Linked DNA regions of Mus musculus: regions 1 and 2 are each linked to region 3. The links are chromatin contacts, called in public promoter capture Hi-C maps. All regions are on one chromosome and are shown on one strand. Each heading gives the region's core, a stretch centred on a gene start, on an enhancer-like site or on the middle of the called end of the contact. The rest is flanking DNA. Distances are from core to core; before and after follow the strand shown. Region 1 holds the start of Tmem167b (transmembrane protein 167B). Region 2 holds the start of Clcc1 (chloride channel CLIC-like 1). Region 3 holds the start of Gstm1 (glutathione S-transferase, mu 1).

What was found. Promoter capture Hi-C pulls out the DNA fragments that hold promoters and counts their contacts.
Region 1: a contact with region 3 is called in a promoter capture Hi-C map of liver, with 2.2 times the contacts expected there. The contact joins the promoter of Tmem167b here to the promoter of Gstm1 in region 3. A contact is called at or near these places in 2 of 39 promoter capture datasets (the 3T3-L1 cell line and liver) and 1 of 115 datasets of contacts at active chromatin or transcription factors (pancreatic cancer cells).
Region 2: a promoter capture Hi-C map of liver shows a contact between it and region 3, with 2.0 times the contacts expected there. The contact joins the promoter of Clcc1 here to the promoter of Gstm1 in region 3. A contact is called at or near these places in 1 of 39 promoter capture datasets (liver) and 2 of 115 datasets of contacts at active chromatin or transcription factors (bone marrow-derived macrophages and pancreatic cancer cells).

The regions. Positions count from the first base shown.
Region 1 is chr3:108,560,984-108,563,807 of GRCm38.p6, forward strand. It overlaps Tmem167b (transmembrane protein 167B), which reads right to left and starts at 1,483. Exons shown (of 3, transcript NM_026198.2): 1 at 1,288-1,483. The coding sequence starts at 1,297.
Region 2 is chr3:108,652,570-108,655,269 of GRCm38.p6, forward strand. It overlaps Clcc1 (chloride channel CLIC-like 1), which reads left to right and starts at 1,344. Exons shown (of 12, transcript NM_145543.2): 1 at 1,344-1,411.
Region 3 is chr3:108,016,699-108,019,603 of GRCm38.p6, forward strand. Gstm1 (glutathione S-transferase, mu 1) reads right to left here and starts at 1,275. Exons shown (of 8, transcript NM_010358.5): 1 at 1,042-1,275; 2 at 653-728; 3 at 186-250. The coding sequence starts at 1,077.

The DNA of each region.
Region 1 (2,824 bases), core at 233-2,732, 540 kb after region 3:
CTGGCCTTAAACTTGTGGTCTGCCTGCCTCCTCCTACTCAACGCTCGGCTTAGAGGCATGCCAAATACAACCTGCAAAGCCCACTCTCAAAACAACAAAACAAAAATGTATCTGATGCTTAGGTGACACAGAAAGCTCTTAGTTCTGCTTCTTACATGTGATACCCAGGTAAGCAAAATGAATTACATAAAGGCAGATTTTATTCAGTAATCAACTGTGCCAGAATATTTTATTTCCTAGTTTACACTATGTCTTCCTCCGTTCCTTCTTTAACTTTGTGTACTATGGTAAGACTGACTACCCAGAAAGCTTCAAATGGATATTATATACAATCAGGGTCTTTGTCGGTTCCCGCCAGTTCTGGACTATACTGACTTCTTCCAGTGAAACTATTTCACAGCTAGTTCCAGTATATCAGTCAGCTCACAGACAGTTTCTATGGATGCCTTTATGTCTTGCTCTTTTACTCCTATAAGTTAAGAGACAATGCCAAAATTCACAAGGAAATGACATTTCAGTCTTCAGTGTCACGTCTATGGAAGTCTATGAGAAATACTTTCCCGAGCCTCTCCAATCATAGTACCTAGAAAAGGCTTTCTTATTTCCGTTCCTGTAAGACTGACTATAAAGGTCTTAATTCATGCTCTAGAACCTGAAAATCATGACTATAAAATTGTTTGAAGCAATCTGGAAAAATTACAAGTGCTCCATCACTAATAAAAGGCGGCTTCTAAATCCACCCTTTGCGGTATTAGCCAGAAGCTCCAGATGGAGCCACCCAACTAGGACTTTAGTCAAACGAATGAAGGCTTTTTTTGGTGTCTTTTAAATTAACAAAATAAACAAACAAACAAAAAACTTTGGGGGTTGTCTACAATCACCTCCCCCGCAAACGGTGGGATTTGATACCATTACTAAGTCCTTTCAACCAGCTTACTGTCAGAAAGTATGAGACCTTAGGGAACTGGATAACAGCTTCTCTCCCCTGGGGACTAACAACATAATTCTATAGTGAACGACCTCCCCAGCGGCCAGAACCAACTTCTAGGAAAGAAAAGAGAGTAAAGGGTGATAACGAAAAGTCAGGTGTGGCACTAGGGTACCTTGATGGGCTTGAGAAAAGAGAAACTGCAAGGAGCATCCCAGACAGGAGTTAGGGGCTCCCCAAGGTCCAGGGGGGCCGGGCTGGGAGGGGGCGGGGGGAACGGCCACGTCAGTCTAGCCCCGCCCGCCACGTTTGGTCCCAGTCCTCTACCGCCACCCTCCGCTCGGGCCCCCAGCTCTCACCGTTCGTCATGGCGGTAGTGCCCGGCTGGGGTGAGGGGTCCGGGTTCAGCTGTGGCGGCTGCAAATGCGGGGGAACCCGGCTCCCACTTGACACTTCCCGATCCGGGCCGTGGTGACGGGGAACGAGCCGTAGTACGCAAGCGCGAGAGCCGAGCGAGAGAAACGCCGAACTCAATCAGGCATAATTAGCTGATCGTCGAGCCAAAGCCTCGCCCTGCCTGCGTAGCGTCTGCGTCCCTACGTAGTGGGAGGAGAGCGTGTTGGGCGAGGCTTCCTTTGTGGTCATGGCAACCGGAAGTCCGCCTGCTTGCTCCTGTCTAATTAGACCGACTGGACCCAGACAGTGTGTTTGAAAAATAAAGGCTGTAGGGATTGCTCTGTGACACATGTTCAGTGTGCCAGAACATGTCGTTCCCCGTTGTATCTACTTGAGAACAAAACTTAGGGTTCCAGTGATTCATGACCAAGAAACAAAAGAAAGCCATCCCGTTTCCTCCAACTTATTTAGGTGACAACTGGTAGTGAAATCAGGTACAGTTCCAAGAGAAAACACTTGGGAACCAGGCTATAATGCGAAGCAATTGCACGTAAGGTGGCGCACGTGTGTATACTACAGCAGGGTCACTGTATCTTACCATACCAAGCTGAAAACGTCACCACTGTCAGGATAGTTGGACCGTTCTTGGGGACACGGCTTGTTTGTTTTGTTTTGTTTTGTTTGTTTGTTTTGCTTCTATGCTCTGCAGCAGTAATATGTGCTGTAATATCTGAAACCCGACGAGAGTTTGAGTGCTGAGGGGGATACCACAGTAGTTGCTCGGACTCCTGGGACAGCCCTTGTTAGGTGGCTTCTTGCGGAAATCTAGCCAAGCTGCCTCTGACTTTCGTAAACGGAATAAGAAACTATAACAAAAGCCACATGCTTCCGATCCTAAAGCTTTCGGTTGTCAGAAGCATTCAGACAGCTTCCTGTTTGTTAGAATGACTTTCTTTTCCTTAAATTACCAGGATAGTTTCCTTTATCTGCAGAGTTTAAGTCATGCTGGCCTCACCTCTTCAGAAATGTACCCTGGCTTCTCTGAAGATGTTTTGACTAGATGATGACAGTCTAATGGTGGGCTGGCGTGCAGGGAACAAAGCTTTAGGTTCTGCTTTGTAAACTGGGACCTTCAATTATAGACAGCTGGGTCTGCTTTTCTAGAGTCTGACTGAAAGTGCTGCACTCAGAAACCTAAGAATTCTGTCCATTCCTGCTACAGTGCCATCTGCTGGCTGTGAACCGCCTGGTTACCTAGAACAAAACTGTCAGAAGACTTGGAATGGACAGTCAAGAGGAGGAAACCACTAGTAGAGTAGCCACAGTGTTTGATGTAGGAAAGAGTACTTGAGCCGGGCAGTGATGGCACACGCCTTTAATCCCAGCACTTGGGAGGCAGAGGCAGGCGGATTTCTGAGTTCGAGGCCAGCCTGGTCTACAGAGTGAGTTCCAGGACAGCTAGGGCTATACAGAGAAACCCTGTCTTGAAAAACCAGAAGA
Region 2 (2,700 bases), core at 94-2,593, 640 kb after region 3:
GTCAGCAAAAGAACAGTAGCTTCCCCCCTAGGGCATTGACCTCCCAGACGCAGATTTGATCAGGTCTACTGTGCCGGACATGAATCCCCTCCTATGGAGTGGGCCTCAAATCAAGCTGGAAAGAAGATGGCTACCCACTTAACAGTTTGCCACTATTGCAAATGTGGGTACATCTTGCCTGGGAGGGCAGCCGGGTAACATACAAGGTCACAGCAGGGCAAGACTGCTGGTGACTTCTTCCATAAGGCATCCTTATGTTATGAAAGCTAACCTTCCAGAGTAAGCATTCAGTCCAGTTCCATCTTGACTTCTGTACACACATGGTTGCTACAGCAGTAGGATCTTATCATCTACATCTGAAAGGCTACCAGCCACAGTAGCAATGGGGCTGGAGAAGTGGCTTAGCTGTTAAAAGAACTCAAGTTCGGTTTCCAGCAACCGAGTTTTGTGGCTCAAGATCACCGATAACTCTGCATCTCAGGTACCTGATGCTCTGCTGGCAACTGCAGCTCTGACCTCTGCTGGCAACTGCATTCATATGCAGAAACACAATCAGAATTAAAAAGAAAATACGTGTTGGTGCCACAATTATCTGGGACTTCCTATCTAGGGGGATCCAACCCCCTCTTCTGACCCCTGTATGTACTAGACACGCACGTGGAACACATACTATATGAAGCAAAGCACTCATACATATGAAATAAATCTAAAACGACTACAAATCTTAAAAAGTTGTAAATGATGTATGTATACCCAAGAATACCAAATTAAATACTAACAGTGTCTCATTGCCAGTTAGTTTTTGTATTCATTTCTGGGGTGGGGTTCCTCTTTGGACACTTTGGAAACTGCAAAGCCAGAAGTTGAAGATAAACACAAAACAAACCTTACGTCCAAACTCCCATTTGCCTCCCTCACTATATATAGTACTAGTTAACCATTATCTTCCACTTAGAAAGTTATGTTCGAAGTAGATCTCTCTCTCTATCTCTCTCTCTCTCCTTCTCTCCCTCCCTCCCCCCTCTTTCTTTCTCTCTCTCTCTCTCTCTCTCTCTCTCTCTTTTTCTTTCTTTCTTTCTTTCTTTCTTTCTTTCTTTCTTTCTTTCTTTCTTTCTTTCTTTCTTTCTTTCTTTCTTTCTTTCTTTCTTTCTTTTCTTTCCTTATTTACTTATTACTTATTTACTTATTTAGACGTACTTGGCTCCTTTAGCCACGACCGTCTGAACTGAACTGGTGGTTGGGTAATTGAAAAGCCCTTACTTCAGAGCAGAGGAGCGCGGCCTGGTCCCGCCCCCGCCTCCGCCCCCGCGGCGCAGCCAATCAGCAACGCGCGCGGGAAGGCCGCACAGCTGCGGGCCGAGCGAGTCGATGAGTCCGCTCGGGACTCCAGTCCGAGTGCACCGTGTTTGAGGTAGGCGGCTCGGCGTCTTCCGCGGCCGGGCTGGCCCGGGTCCCTCTGAAAGAGCAGGCAGGACCCTCGACGTGAGTGGGCGCTCTTCGGTGTGTCGGGGCGGCCCGCGGGTCTGCGTGGGAGGCGGCGCGGCAGCGTGAGAGGTGCCGGGGCCTGGGCCCGTGGCGATTCCCTGTTCCGTCTTACGCGGGTAGACAGCGCCCGCCAGTCATTCCCCTTGTCTCGGCTAACCCTGCGAATATACCGAGCGGCCCACCCTGGGGCAAGAGCATCCTTGCTTGTGTTATCTGAAACCTTGGCAGAATCTGCAACAAATACTGACGGCCAAAAAATTATATATATATATTGGATTTGTTGGAGTAATGGTATGAAACTCCAAATTTAATTTGAGTATATTAAGTTAGTTGATGCTGTAAGTCTGTGGGTTTATAATTAGGTGCAAAACGTCAGGTTTTCTCCATGATACTGATTATAAAAGTGCTCTTCTCAGCGTTGTCTGGGCACATATTGGAAATGAAAATTGTCTGGTGGGCGGTGGGCACCCTTTAATCCCAGCACTCCGGAGGCAAAGGCAGGCGGATCTCTGAGTTCGAGGCCTGCCTGGTCTACAGCGTTTCCAGGATACACCGAGAAACCTCGTTTCGAAAAACAAACAAACAAACAAACAGAAAAAAACAACCTCAATTGCCAGGAAAGGACAAGAACACGCGTGAGCTAAATAGCGACTTCCCGCTTCTAAGATAACCGAGAATTTGACTTCCCTTAACCCGGTTAGTCCTGCTTGGCTGGTTGGTTAGACCTCTGATTCTTTGAAATCAGTGACTTTCTTGAGGGTTTCCATTTCGTGGCTGTCAATCAGCCTGCACATCTTAAGAGCTAAGCCAGAGGCCGCCCCTGTGAGAAGCCCCTTTTCTGGTTTTCCCACCTGTGTGATAAGACCCAGCAGAGTTTCCTCACCCGCTTTTGAACCCTAACCTCCAAGGAACCTCTCAGAGCTCAGAGGCCATGGGCATGTTACCCGTTTTTTCTGGGATTGAGACAGTGGTGCCCTTTCCAAGAGTTTTTGTAAGGATTAAAGGAGCATATGTTTCAGTAACAAAATGTCCTCTATTATTGTATGAGTATGTTTTTTTATATACTATTATTGTGCGCACTGGAGTACATGTGTTGTAGTTGAGGCAATGAGAAAATGATACAAACTAACTGGTGTCCACCGACAAGTCATAGAGTAACGCAGGTTTTTTTCATAAACTGAGGCAACATAGGAAGATTTTTGTGATGTTTTTGTT
Region 3 (2,905 bases), core at 25-2,524:
GGAAGCCCTCCATGGGCACAGTGTGCACTGAATGAGAGAGCTGGGGCACAGCCCATCACAGAACACTGTGCAGCCAGCAGGGATGGAGCAGGAGAGCAGAAACACTGATCCTAAACCCTCAGCCAGGCCAGGAGATGAGGTGAGATCACCGTGTCTTCCCCAAACCTCTCCTCCCCTGCACCTACATTGGGAAAGTCCAGGCCCAGCTTGAACTTCTCATTCAGCCACTGGCTTCTGTCAAAGTCGGGAGCTGTAAACAAGAAGATGTGAAAAGGCATTACCCCACTGTCCCACCCTTCTACAGATTATCGACCAGTAGCAAGAACCCCTAAGGCAGGGCCTCTGCAACCTGTTACAGAGAGTTACTTTCCAATGTGGAGAAGGGTCTGAATAACAACTGATAATAAAGGCAGCCTGGACCCAATAAGACCCCAGTAGTGAATTCTGTCGAATTATAAATACAAATGGACCAAGGAACTCCATTCTCCATGATCTATATTGGAAAATCAAACTGCACTCTCAAAGAGGTTTCTGGAAGCAGCAGCCTCTATCTTTAGCTAGAGGGAGACCAGCAGGGCTAAATAACGGGAAATCTAGGCATAGTTTGATAGGTAAGAGGGAAGCAGGTGTCTGACCAGGAAGGTGGCATTACCGTCACCCATGGTGTATCTCTTCTCATCATAGCTTGAGTCTGTGTATTCCAGGAGCATGCGGATCGGGTGTGTCAGCTGGGAGAGATGACCAGAAGAGACAGAGGTCAGACATTGTGGGGACTTCTTTGTATGACTTCATCTTCACCCGTTGAGACCTCCCACACTGCACAAACGCCGTCACCCCGCACGTGCATGTGCACACCACACACATACGCGCGCGCGCACGCACACACACACAGCCACCCAAGTGCGTAAACTGAGCGCTGAGAGCTACAGGCAGGAGATTCCAGTGAGAGCTGAAGAGTACCCGCTGTAGGAAGGGCTCCTGCTCTTAAGAACTTTCTGCTTCACATCCCAGTCCCACCCTCCAAGTGGACCCCTCTCTCACTCCGCGGACGTTCCAGTATCCCAGTATCATAGGCATGGTGCTGGTGCTGTGGTCTTCTCAAACTGGCTTCAGCAGGACTGACCTGTGTGTTTGGAGTTGTGACTTTATACAGACTACTAGAGAAACGTGGGCAGGACAAAACAGCGGGTCCCTCCCAACCCTGCACCAATCCCAATTAGGCACTCCCCTTCCTAGGTCTGTAACCAGAGCAGCAGACCCTAAAGCGGAAGGCAGAGGCCACACCCTCTCCGGGAGAGGCGGGGTTAAGATCCTTAGCGGCCTCTGTCCCGGGATTCTGTTTTGCACACGCTGAAACAGAATCTGCTCTCCTGCTTCCCCCGAAACCCTCTTAGCGACTGCCGCCATCGCCGCCTGCTGGATGCTCCCTAGACTAGCTAGCACTTTGCCTGGAGTCTGGCCAGACAGCGAAAGAACATTGGGTGGGTGTTCTCCCGCCTTCCTTTCTTTTGCAGAGCTCGGTTTTCACACCCAGACTGTGGGAATCTGTCATTGGGGAGGCTCAACTCTCAGCTTAAAGACAAAAAGGCGAGAGCCCCCGACCTGAGAGTTTAATGTAGCACTTATCGTCATGGAAAGAACTCTGTCAGTCTGACAGGTACCGGATTTTTGCGCACACAGCCTCAAGTTACAGGAACAGTCGGTGACATGGAAACAACCCCAAGGCAGAGATAAACAGGGCTCCGTATTTTCCTTTAGGGGGTTTGAGAACTGTTATCAGTTATTAAAAAACTAATCTGTATTTTGGCCGTGTTTATGAATCTAAATTCAAGTACCAACCACAGAGGGGCCGGAAGTTTGAGGGAAGCCACAGCTGTGGACAACAGTCAGCTGACAAAACCCAGCAGAGCACAAGGGAGAAAAAGAGCCCACGCTGGGTTGTGCCATAGAGAGGGAGAGCATGTGACCCAAGAAGTTTGCTTTCAAGGGATACCAGGATGCTGTACACATGGGAGCCCAAAGCAAGACCCTCAGCTGTCCCTAAATGCAGGACCTGGCCCAGGCTCCGGACATGCGTTTGTATATGACAGGGTGGCTCAAATGACCTTTCAGGTTACCCTGAGATATATAGTAGTATATCCTTCACAAGTAGTATATGCCCTGTAGTATTACCTTCACAAGGTCAATGTCCTCCCAAGAACACTGTCCTACCTGTTTACTTTCTTTTTTGCAGACAACCAAGAGGCTTGATGGAAGGGGAGACTAAAATGAGTTTACAAGTCAAAGGCCAAGGCTGTTGCTCTGCAGGACGTACATTTTGGGATTAAATCATCCTTTACTGGGACTACGGGGTATGAAGGCAACATATCATGTCACCCACATAGGAGCTGTGCAGTGAGGTTGCAGGGGGCAAGCAGAGGCCATCTCATCCTAGGACATTAAAGAAACCACATGTTCTGCAGGTCTTGGTGAGGATGCACGAAAAGTGACCATGTCACTGGGGCTTTAGCAGCAGTTTGGTGGGAACTACAGGGACATATTTTGCAAGTATGAATGAGGCACTTCAGCAGATTGTCACACACTGTGGGAAGTAGAGAAGGAGGAGTGGAAGAAAGCAGAAGGAATCCATACTGTCTAGGACAAGGACTCAGAGGGCCTGGGAAGGGAGCCAGAGCCCTGGAGCCCTTCAGAGGACAGAATCTATCTGCAGACAGGGATAAGGGCTAGGACAGCAAGTTCTCAATGCAGGGTCCCCAGAGTCCGAGATCATTGTCCCTTTGAATGAGAAAGGTCCCTGAAAGGCAGCAGGGAACTGTGGGGACTGGAGACGTGGAGAGATCTGAAGCTAGGAGTCACAGCCAGTGCTGTCTTGGAGAATTTAATCCCAGCGTTGGTCACTGATCCT